2 separate regions of the Sus scrofa genome follow, and region 2 is linked to region 1. Evidence: chromatin contacts called from public Hi-C data. All regions are on one chromosome and are shown on one strand. Each heading gives the region's core, a stretch centred on a gene start, on an enhancer-like site or on the middle of the called end of the contact. The rest is flanking DNA. Distances are from core to core; before and after follow the strand shown.

The links. Hi-C and Micro-C count contacts between places; a contact is called where the count stands out from the background.
Region 2: a contact with region 1 is called in a Hi-C map of liver, with 5 times the contacts expected there. The contact joins the promoter of CTC1 here to the promoter of BORCS6 in region 1. A contact is called at or near these places in 4 of 47 Hi-C or Micro-C datasets (heart right ventricle, liver, retroperitoneal adipose tissue and 1 more) and 1 of 2 datasets of contacts at active chromatin or transcription factors (alveolar macrophages).

Annotation. Positions count from the first base shown.
Region 1 is chr12:53,403,770-53,409,045 of Sscrofa11.1, forward strand. BORCS6 (BLOC-1-related complex subunit 6) reads right to left here and starts at 2,983. Exons shown (of 3, transcript XM_021067862.1): 1 at 1-2,983. The coding sequence starts at 2,342. The coding sequence ends at 1,278.
Region 2 is chr12:53,451,942-53,457,160 of Sscrofa11.1, forward strand. CTC1 (CST complex subunit CTC1) reads right to left here and starts at 2,208. Exons shown (of 25, transcript XM_003358277.3): 1 at 2,107-2,208. The coding sequence starts at 2,139.

The sequences.
Region 1 (5,276 bases), core at 1,733-4,232:
GGCAAAGCTTGTGGAGCAATATTTCCAATACTTTTCACACTCAGAAAAGAAACATGTTTAAATTCAGACCAAAGTAGTAGTGACTTCAGGGGGAGGAAGAAATTTTAACAAAACTGGATCTCCTCCTCCTGTGATCTCTTTCTAAATCTGGAATGTTACTATGCGACTGCAAATGGAAGGCTGCCAAGGATTGGAACAAAGATTGTCTCAGACCATACATATGGCACAGAACAACGAAGTGTGGGAAATGGGGTCAAAAATGAACTAACAAGTGTTCCCAGTCTTTCCCTAGTTTGCCCAGGCCCTGCCTGTCCTCTTCAGGAACTAAAAAGACGACCCCTTCCCTTTCTCTTCCACCTTGTTTCTGATGCTACTTTTACTGGATCGCTGAGCCCATATCTGCATCTTGCATTTCCCCTCAGATCTGCTGCTCAGAAGCATGAAACATATTCTTCCTCATGTAGCCTGGGACCCCACCCCATTTCCAGCACTGGCCCCAAGAGAACTCATTCCCATTTCTTTGGCTCATCAATTCCTATATTCCCACACAGACACAGCCTCAGCCTTAGCAGCAGCAGCACTTTAATTCCACAAAAACTCAGAAAGCCAAAACTGATTAGAACACTCCACAACAGGTGGGCTTCAAAACCAGCAACAAATCTAACTGAACCCTGAGAGCAGTGAGACGACTCCCAAGTCACCCCCTCTACCATGCAATACATTCTTCCAGCTCCACCCAGGTTATGGCTGGGGAAATGGGGTGGTAGGAGGCCAGAGCGCAGAAGCAGGAGGTTATCCATTTGCAAGTGTGCATCCTTGTCGGCATGGTGTGTGGTCAGGGACCACTTAAGCTCCCACAGTCTCTGGTACATGAGATGTGACCACTGGAGGTCAGGGTGGCCACAGTGGGGGCTGGGCCACCGTTCTCCTTTCTTGATCACATAATGGCAGTCATGTCTCCCAAACCCAGAGCTAAAGCCCCGGTTTCCCAGAGATAGTGCTCTAACTAGGGCAGAGAGTTAGGAGAACAAGGTAGCTGCAGAGAGCCAACTGAATAGAAGCAGAGCATCACCTCCTCCCACCAGAAGGGCCTTTAGAACTTCCCATATACACCTGCATAAGGTCTAGCGAGTGGTCGCGGGCCGGCTAAACGTTATCTGGAAAAGCTTCCAATGCATAGGCCTCCCCTCAGTGGGCAGGTTCCCACCAAGGCTCCTTGAAGAGTCCTTAAGATCCTGCTGATACCTGGCCTTGCCAGGCCGCTCCCGCCCTCCTGGTCACTTGCACAGGGCCTCCAAAACCTCCAGAGTGCGTCGGATATCCCGGACTTGGCGTGCCAGCCCCTGAACCGGCTGCAGAGCTCGCTCCAGCTCCTCACAGCGCGCCAGCAGGGTGTACATGCCCTTGATGCTCATGTCCACAGCTTCGCCTAAGGAGTCCACGGCATCACGGTAGGTCTGGATGCAGCCCACACTCAGAGCTGTCAGCTCCTGAACCGCACCACCTAACCCGCGAAGCAGACGGTCCACCCTGCCGCCCAGCTCCCGACTCAGCCGCTCCAGGTCCCGCAGCACGTCGGGATCGATGGGAGGGATGGCCGGAGTGGGTGTCGGAGCTGAACAGGGCCGCGCAGGGGCAGGGGGCGGGGGTTGAGGGGCGCCGCTCAGACGGATCTTCAGTTGCAGATTGTTGGCGACAAAGTGGGTGAGGTCGCCATGGCGGCTCACCGTGCCCTCGAGCTCCAGGGGGCTGGAGATGGTGGCGCGCCGCCCGCCGCCCGGGCCATACTCGGCACCCCCTGCGGACCCGGAGCCTCCGCACGCCCCGCTCAGCCCGTCCAGGCTGCGGCTGTCCTGAAGGCGGCTGGAGAACGAACGGCCAGTCCTGCCGGCTGCCGCCTCCTCCTCATCGTCTTCCTTCTCCTGCTCAACATCCATCCCGCCGCCTCCAGGGCTCCCCCGACGGCAGACCCTCTCAGATGCAGGCTTGTCCTCTGGCGGCTCAGGGTTCTTGAGCCGCAAGGACCCATGCGGATCATGCTCGGGACCCGGCGCCCCCAGGCAGCTCTCTGCCCCAGAAGGGGTCCCTCGCCGGCCCAGCTCATCCTCCCGAGGCTCCCGTTCCGGCCGGTGGACGAAGCTGCAGCCCGAAGGCTTTGGGGACGCCCTGGGGTGGCGGCTCGTGCCCTCAACGTTCTCGGCCTCTTCCTCTCCGGACAGCCGGAGGCCTGCGGGCGGCTCAGAGGGCGTTCGGCCCGGGCCGCCGCCGAAGATCGCGGCTTGCTGTTCTCCTAGAGCCAGAAGGTCCGCCTCGGGCCCAGGCCGCCCCCGAGGCGACTCCATACCGCAGTTGGGGGCAGGAACCGAGGAATTGGTTCGCCCCGGCTGGGAAGGCCTTGGCGGCTCCTTTAAGGGGCGTTGTAGAGGCGCGCCGATTGGCCACCGGCTGACAATGGTCAGGACGGAAACAACACTCTGATTGGGCGCGGCGACCAGGAAGTCCCAGAAGGAGCGCTGTTATTGAGCAATCGAACGCACGTGAGAGCCCGCGGGGTGGAGAGTAGGAGGTGACAGCTGCGCTCTTCGCCCAGCCCTTTCAAAAAGTTGAGGGGGCAGATCTTAAAGATGAAGATCCTGAAACGTTAGAGTCCACCGGGGGCGGGGCTCTGGCTTTTTCCGCCCACAGTTGCCAGGCCCACAATTGCCGCTTAACAAACACATCTGGTGAGGACAGGAATCAGGGTTCCTAAGAGAGGTTTTTGGGATGGAAGTAGTATATCCTGCTTGGACAGTCGGGATTGAACCGCGCCTAGTTGATCAGAAAGGATAAAACCAGAATTCTCAACAGAACATGAATGGTTCGTTCCATGGTTCTAGGAAATGAACTGCCCAGAGCGGCTCACAGTGGGCAGAGAAGCGGGCTTAAGCGCTTCTCTTCTCATTTGCCACTCTGTCTTCCCGCCCCTTCCAGGTTTGAGAGTTTCCTCTTGGAGGATGGTGTGTGATTTCACCACTAGGTAAAACATTCAATAAACGAATGAGCCTGAAGGTCAGAGTCCTGGTACCATTCTGATCTCATGTCTTCCCCTACTGCTCCTGCTGGAGCCACACTGGCCTCCTCACTCTTCCTGAGAAGACAGACATGCTGACGTCTCAGGGATTTAGACTTGCTCTTGCAACTACCCCCACCCCAACCACCCTTTTTTTGAGGCTAGGTCTATCAACCAAGAAAAATTTTCATCTTGGATATTCCTCCTTTCCTTCTCTCCTTCGGGTCCTTATTCGAATGCTATCTTTTCAGTGAGGCCTTCCTTACAGTGTTTAAAATTGCAACCACTTTCTCCAGCAATTCATCTTCCTTCCCTGCCTTTTCTTCCTAGCACTTATCACCATCTGGAATACAATATATTTGCTTACTTACTCATGTAAGTTCCAAGAGGGTAAGGCTTTTTGTCTCTTTTGTTCTCATTTGTAGCCCCAGTGCTTAGGACAGTGCCTAGCATATAGTAGGTGCTCAATAAATATTTATTAAGTAAATGACCCCAAGCCATTAATTTCTCCTTTTTGGCCTGAACTCATTCAAGATGTGTTTGCATCACTTCTCAGGCCAGGGAACCTACACCACAGCAGTGGCCTGACTCAGAGCAGTAACAGCACTCAATCCTTAACCTGCTGAACCACCAGGGAACACCTCTGGCCTCTTCTTATAAGGACACCTATCCCATCATGAGGTCCCCAATCTCATGACCTAAACCTAATTACCTCCAAAGTTCCCACCTCCAAATACCATCACATTGTGGGGTAAGGGTTCAACATGAATTTTAGAAAGCCCAAAACATTCAGTCTGTAACCAGGATCCAGAGTCATTCTTTTGGCCCCTCCCAGGGTATCTGAATCCCAGGGTTTGAGGACTCTTCCACCTCATCAGGCAGAGCCCATCTTCACTACAAAAGCTGGAATACCAAGCAGTCCCTTTCCCAGCTTCCCTGGCACATGGTTTAGGCTCCCACCACCGTCTACTGGACCACTTCTGCAGTGGAATGCTTCCTGGCTGTGTAAAACCCAAGCCTAGTTCTCCTAGAGATTCTGTGAATTACCCAGCATGCTGAAAATAAGGTCTATTTGTGCTTAAATGAACTTGAATTGTTTTCTGTTGCATGCAACCAGAAATCCTAGCTGATACACTCCCCCACTTTCCAGAAGGGAAGAAAGGACTAGCTTCCATTAGACCTCGCAGAAGAAGGATGCAACTTTCCCAAGAGCCCCAGTTAATCTCCCTCCACATCTCATTGGCCTAAACTGGTTCATATGCCCAGTTTAGTCACTTTGGCCAGGGTAATACCCTGTATGATTGACTTAGGACTGAGCATCTGGAAGCTATCACTCTGGCAAGGTGATAAGAGTTAACTGACTAGGTTAAAACAATTATGCTCCTCCTGGAGCTAGAGATGGAGGGTTAGTTCTCTCCAAACTCAAACAGCTGCAACACAGGGGGGGGGGGGGGAGTGGCTGTGGGGGAGTGACCACAGTGTCCACTACATTAAGGGTCAGCAAAATATGACCTGTGGGGCCAAATCCAGCTCTCCACCCCATTTTTTTTTTTTTTTTCTTTTTAGGGCCACACATGTGGCATATGGAAGTTCCCAGGCTAGGGGTCAAATCAGAGCTAAGCTGCAGGTCCATGCCACAGCCACAATTACTGCCATGCAGATCCAGCCATGTCTGTGACCTACACCACAGCTCACTGCAAAGCTGAATACTTAACCCACTGAGCAGGGCCGGGGCTGGAACCCACATCCTCATAGGGCCCACTAGTCAGGCTCCTTACCTCTGAGCCACAGCAGGAACTCCAGACCCATTTTTATATGGTCTGTGACCTCAGAATTTTTTCTAACCTTTTAAGAGTCCATCTTAGGCCTGTATGACACAATGGAGTGACAGTCTGATGGATGTTGATAACTAAGCAATCAGCTTGGGGGAGAATTTGGAGATGTGATCTATAAAGAGGGGATGAACAAATGACACAGGCTATTGACCTTAGGGGCCTCTATTCCAAAAGAAAGGGACAGAGTGCCACAAGTCAGCTCGGCTAGCATCTCATGGTCATTACACACACACTGGACACTGACAGTGATCCGCTAGATTGGCAAGTTTCCTGAGCTCAGAGGGGTTTTTCACTCCCCAGCCTCTAGAACAGCACCTGGACTGTAGAAAGCACTGAATAACTATTTTCAAATGAATAAATCTAACAAAAAATTATGATGAAACTACATTAGA
Region 2 (5,219 bases), core at 958-3,457, 47 kb after region 1:
CAACTCAAAAAGAGCTTGAGGGAGTTCCCGTTTCAGTTCAGTGGAAACAAACCCAACTAGTATACATGACGACGCAGGTTCCATCCCTGGCCTCGCTCAGTGGGTTAAGAATCCAGCGTTGCTCTGAGCTGTGGTGTAGGTCACAGACGCACTTCGGACTTGGCGAGGCTGGAGCCAGCAGCTTAGCTCCCATTGACCCCTAGCCTGGGAACTTCCATATGCTGCAGGTGCAGCCCTAAAAAGACAAAACAGAAAAGTGCTTGAAAAACTAGAGTTCGAAGTCTAGATGACTTCAGTGTCCTTGTCGATAGTCCTATCACTGACCTTCATCCACCTCAAACACTCTCTTCATGGTCAGGGTTGTCAAAAACCTGCCCAGGTGGAGTTTCCGTTGTGGTGCAATGGAAATGAATCTGACTAGGAGCCATGAGGTTGCGGGTTTGATCCCTGACCTCACTCAGTGGGTTAAGGGTCTGGCATTGCCATGAACTGTGGTGTAGGCCACAGATGCAGCTCGGACCCTGCGTGGCTGTGGCATAGGCCAGCAGCTGTAGTTCCGATTTGACCTCTAGCCTGGGAACCTCCATATGCAACGGGGCGGCCCTAAAAAGAAAAAAAAAAAAAAAAAAAACCACCACCCTGGACGAGGTAATCACTTAGAATTGCCCACAACATAATCAAAGCTTGATTCCCACACTTTTTGTCTTCCTCTCTGGGTCTTCTCTTTCGCTACTATTCTTGAGGACCTGTCCATTGGCACACTGAATATCAGTTTCTCAACGTGGTATCACTGCCTTAAACTCACCAAAGTTTTGTTAAAATGCAGCTGATTTTTAGGTGATCCCATCTATTGAATCAGAATCCAGGCCCAGGCGTTAAGGGGTGGGTGGGAGTTGGTGCCAGAGTGCATACTGAACTTGGATCTTGTAGGAAAAGATGAAGCTAAAGAGGACATCCACATTTCAGGGTAGCACAATTTGGTTGAGGATACTATTTGCTAAGTTAATGAACATTAGAAGAGGGGTAGATTTTGTGAAAAGTTCAGTATTGGGCCTGTGTGGTGCCTGTAGGTTAGCAGGTGGAGAATCTGATAGGCAGATGGATCTAACTAGAGCTCAGGAGAGCCTCTCAGCTAAAGTAGAGATTTAGGAAAAATCAGCCTCACTGGCTCTTAAAACCAACTAGTGGGATGGGGTTGAAAAGAAAGTGTACAGTGTTCTCAAACTTCAGCCTATACTCAGTATTAATCCGCAGACTTTACTTAATTTCGATTCCATCTCCTAATTATCTTTTTACTCTGTCCTCACCTCTGGAACCTCAACGTTGCTGCCATGGTCGGGGTCAGTATCACCTCTTATCAAATTTAAAACCACGGCCTTTTCTAACGGACTCTCTAGTCCACTCGCTACATTGCTACCTCAGGAAATGAAAACAAATCTCATCCAATCACTCTTCTGCTTAAAACCCTTCAATTAATTCCCAATTATCCTCAGCTGAAGTCACGACGTACCTAGACTTACAAGATACATGACTGTCATTTCCAGGGGGAAAAATAAAAAAAGAGAGAGACCGTCAGTCAGCTCTGCCACCTCCACCATCATCCAGTTGACCTTTTTCAGTTTTTCAAAGACACGTTCTCTATCTCTTGCCTTTGAACATGTTTTTGCCCGGCCTTGAAACTTCTTTTACAGCCTTTTTTTTCTCTCTCTCGCTTTGCTGGCTCCTGCACGCACTTGGAGCCTCGGAAGCTTTTCGGGATTATCGGTCACCCTTCCCCTACAGCTGCGTCAGGGATCTCCCCCAGGAACTCAAAGCGCCACAGTTTGCCGTTAGTCTGCTCCTGGCTTTCTCCTGGGCTTGAAGCCCAACCAGTGGGCAGAGACCTGTTTAGGGTTCACAGCCGCCGCCGCAGGCGTCTCGGACTGAAAACATTCGCAGAATCAGTGGGAGGGGCGGCACGAACCGCCTCACAGACCCCCTCACCCGGCCGCAGCCGGCGAAGCCAGAGAGGCAAAGAGGCGAGATGCGGGTTGTACGAGAAGAAAGAAAAGCTGGGACAGACAAGATAAAAAGGGACGAGGGAACGGGACGGTGAGGAGAACTCACGCAGCCAGGCGCCTCAGGCCGGCAGGCCGCCATGACACGCCCGAGATCCCGCCTCCGAAAAGCGCGCCCAGAGCTTGGGGAGGGCTGGGACGTGACGTCATCGGCGGGCGCGTCGCTGGCTCCACCTCCGACTCCTCCCCATTCTGCGTCAGTCCGTCTCTACTCCCGCCTCTGTCCGCAGTGCTGGCAGCCCTGACATTTTCTCTAGTGACATCTTATTTGGCATCCCTGGGATTGGGACCGAGCTAGTGCCCTGTGGGGCTCCTAGGCACCTAAGCCTTTCTGTGGGCTCCATTTCTTGTTTTTAGGGAGTAAGCCTCAGCCTCCACGACTCTCCCTGAGTTCCAAAGGGCAGTTGTAATCAGGGAAGGGAGGGGTTGCAGAGACCCAGAAGGAGAAGTGTAGCCTTGGGGCAGGGTCCTGGTTCCTCTTGGAGGAATATACATAACAGTATCTTTGAGCCTTTCTGTAGAACAAACACCAGCAACAAATGGAAGAACTACTTGATGAAACAGTCTTTATTCTGGGAAGAAGGACCACCAGAACCAGTTCTGGGGCCACTAAACAGCAGCTTTGAGAAACAATGCAGGCTTGCCTCTACTGTGATCCTTATCTGTGGCCCTGATCCTTATTCCACTCCTCAAACTCTAAAACCACCTCTTAACCCCTTCCAGAGGGGGTACAGTCTTTAAGGCTTTAGCCTGCTGTGGCCCCCTTTGCCTGGCAAAGCAATAAAACTATCTTTTTCTCCTTTAGCTGAAACTCTGTGTGTTTCAATTCAGCAACAGAATGAGGGAGCTCAGGAACTCAAACAAAGCTGGCCTGGCGGGTGACTCCTAAGTATCCTCCCATCTCTTGATCCGCCAAGCAGAGAGAAATGTTTCCTCCTTAAAGCAGCCAGAGCACATCATCATACTTGCCTGTGCCCTTAACTCATTGCTGTAGTTATTTAACTGTCTCTCCCAGTTGACTGAATACTTAGGAGCTTTGTCCTATTCAATTTTTCTTTTTTCTTTCCTTTTTTTTTTTTTTAAGGGCCACACCTGCAGCATATGGAAGTTCCCAGGCTAGGGGTCAAATTGGAGCTGTAGCTGCGGGGCCTATGCCACAGCCACAGCCACAGCAACACCAGGTGGGAGCCTTGCCTGCAATGTACACCACAGCTCACGGTAATGCTGGATCCTTCAATCCCTGGCCAGGGATTGAGGATCATAGTTAGATTTGTTGCCCTTGAGCCACAATGAGAGCTCTAATTTTTCTTTGTATTTTTGAAACCAAGCTGGGCCCTATGGGGCTACTGGGCACAGGCCTTTCTGTGTCCCCCATTTCTTGTTTTTAGGAAATAAGCTTCAGCCTGCAAGACCTTCCCAGGTTCCAAAGGGCAGGTCCAAACACAGGCCAGCAGCTACAGCTCTGATTAGACCCCTAGCCTGGGAACCTCCATATGCCGTGGGTTCAGCCCTAAAAAGACCAAAAACAAATGAATATAGTAAGTATAAACATTTGAGACAATAAGAATGCTCTGGTCATAACAGAAAAATAAATACTTTAATTCTACAAGTTATAGTATTCCCTAATTCAACTTCATTTGATGAGCATCTGTTCCTTATTGCATGAACCAATTATGCACTGTGGTACCAAGTTATTTATAAGGAAAAATCTTTCTTTGCTATTATTTCCCATTATGACATCAGCGATATGTTCCTTTTCTTTTTACCAAAACAACAACAAGAGCTTTCCCCCAGGGAGGCTGAAAGCTCTCCCTCACTCCAGCTGCACTCTCTCCCTTTTTAAACACAAATCAGAGCCTAGTCAAAGGTCCAAACCTAATCATTCCTTTTGCATTCAAAATTTCTCAACTCTAGAAGACTCCCCTCTATTTACCAAGTCCACGAAGATGTGCCCTATATCCTGGGATTTACTTCTGATAGTTCACTGGAGGAGAACTGAGCTTGAGCTACAGTGATCCAAGAAAGATGAACTGGATCAACCACCACATTTATTGGTGTGATTTAAATGCCAAGTTAGCAGAGTTCCCCTTGTGGCTCAGCGGTAACAAACCAGATTAGCATGCTTTGAACCCTGGCCCTGTTAAGTGGGTTAAGGATCCGGCATTGCCTGCTTTGCTGCATCTGTGGTGTGGGCTGGCCGCTGCAGCTCCAATTTGACCCTCTCCTGGGAACCTCCACATGCTGTGCCTGTAGCCCTAAAAAGGTCAAGTTAGCAGCTTAATCTGCAGCAGCATACAGGATCAAGTGAGAGGGCCACAAAATCTGTTACAGAAGGAGAGAATATGGAGGACTGGGAGCTGTCTCAGGCCCAGAGATCTTGAACAGGCTATGCTTGCTCAGCAGATAGCTGGAGATATGGGACCCAAGTCAGGAGAAGGATCAGAGCCAAACAAATGAATCTAGAAGTCATCATGTGAAGTGAAAGCTGAAATGTTGTGTTACCCTGGGAGGATTAGAATGTGGAGGAGACAGGACCAGTCAGAGCTGTGCAACTAAGTCTCCCAGATGGAGCTGGAAGACAGGCATGAGATGCAACCAGGGAGTGTCAGAAGGGAAAGAAGCCTGGAATGCTCAGATTCCAAGAATCAACAAGTGGCCTCTGTTAGAAGAGAGCCAGAGGGTACAGCCTGGACTCTTTACCTACTAAACAGGTAAAAACTGTCATGTCCCGGGCAGGGCTGGAGTTAGGGTGAGGCAAGTGAGGCACCTAAATCCATCAAATGTTGCATCTTTAAGTCTCTTACCCTAGAGTTGGCCCTGGAACTGGGAGGGGACTGGAATGTGGGAGGGGGTGAAGATAAAGACTTTCACTTTTTCCTCTGACTGTCTCTGTTGCTTGATTCTTTAAAAAGACCCCTGGGCTAGGTCCTCTGCTCACCCTGGCACACCACTCACTCCAGGTTTCTTGCCTTCAGGCTTCTGATTAGGTTTGGCTAGTGGGAGACATTTAGTTCAGGGACTCAGTACTGAAGGAGAGATAACCCAGTATGCTTCTCCCTCAACACTGTGCTTATGGCAGTGACTTCCTTCGTCTGTTGAATGCCCTTCTTCCATGGCTCCATCTCTCTTCTAGCTGACAACACCATTTCTCCCTTTGTCCCT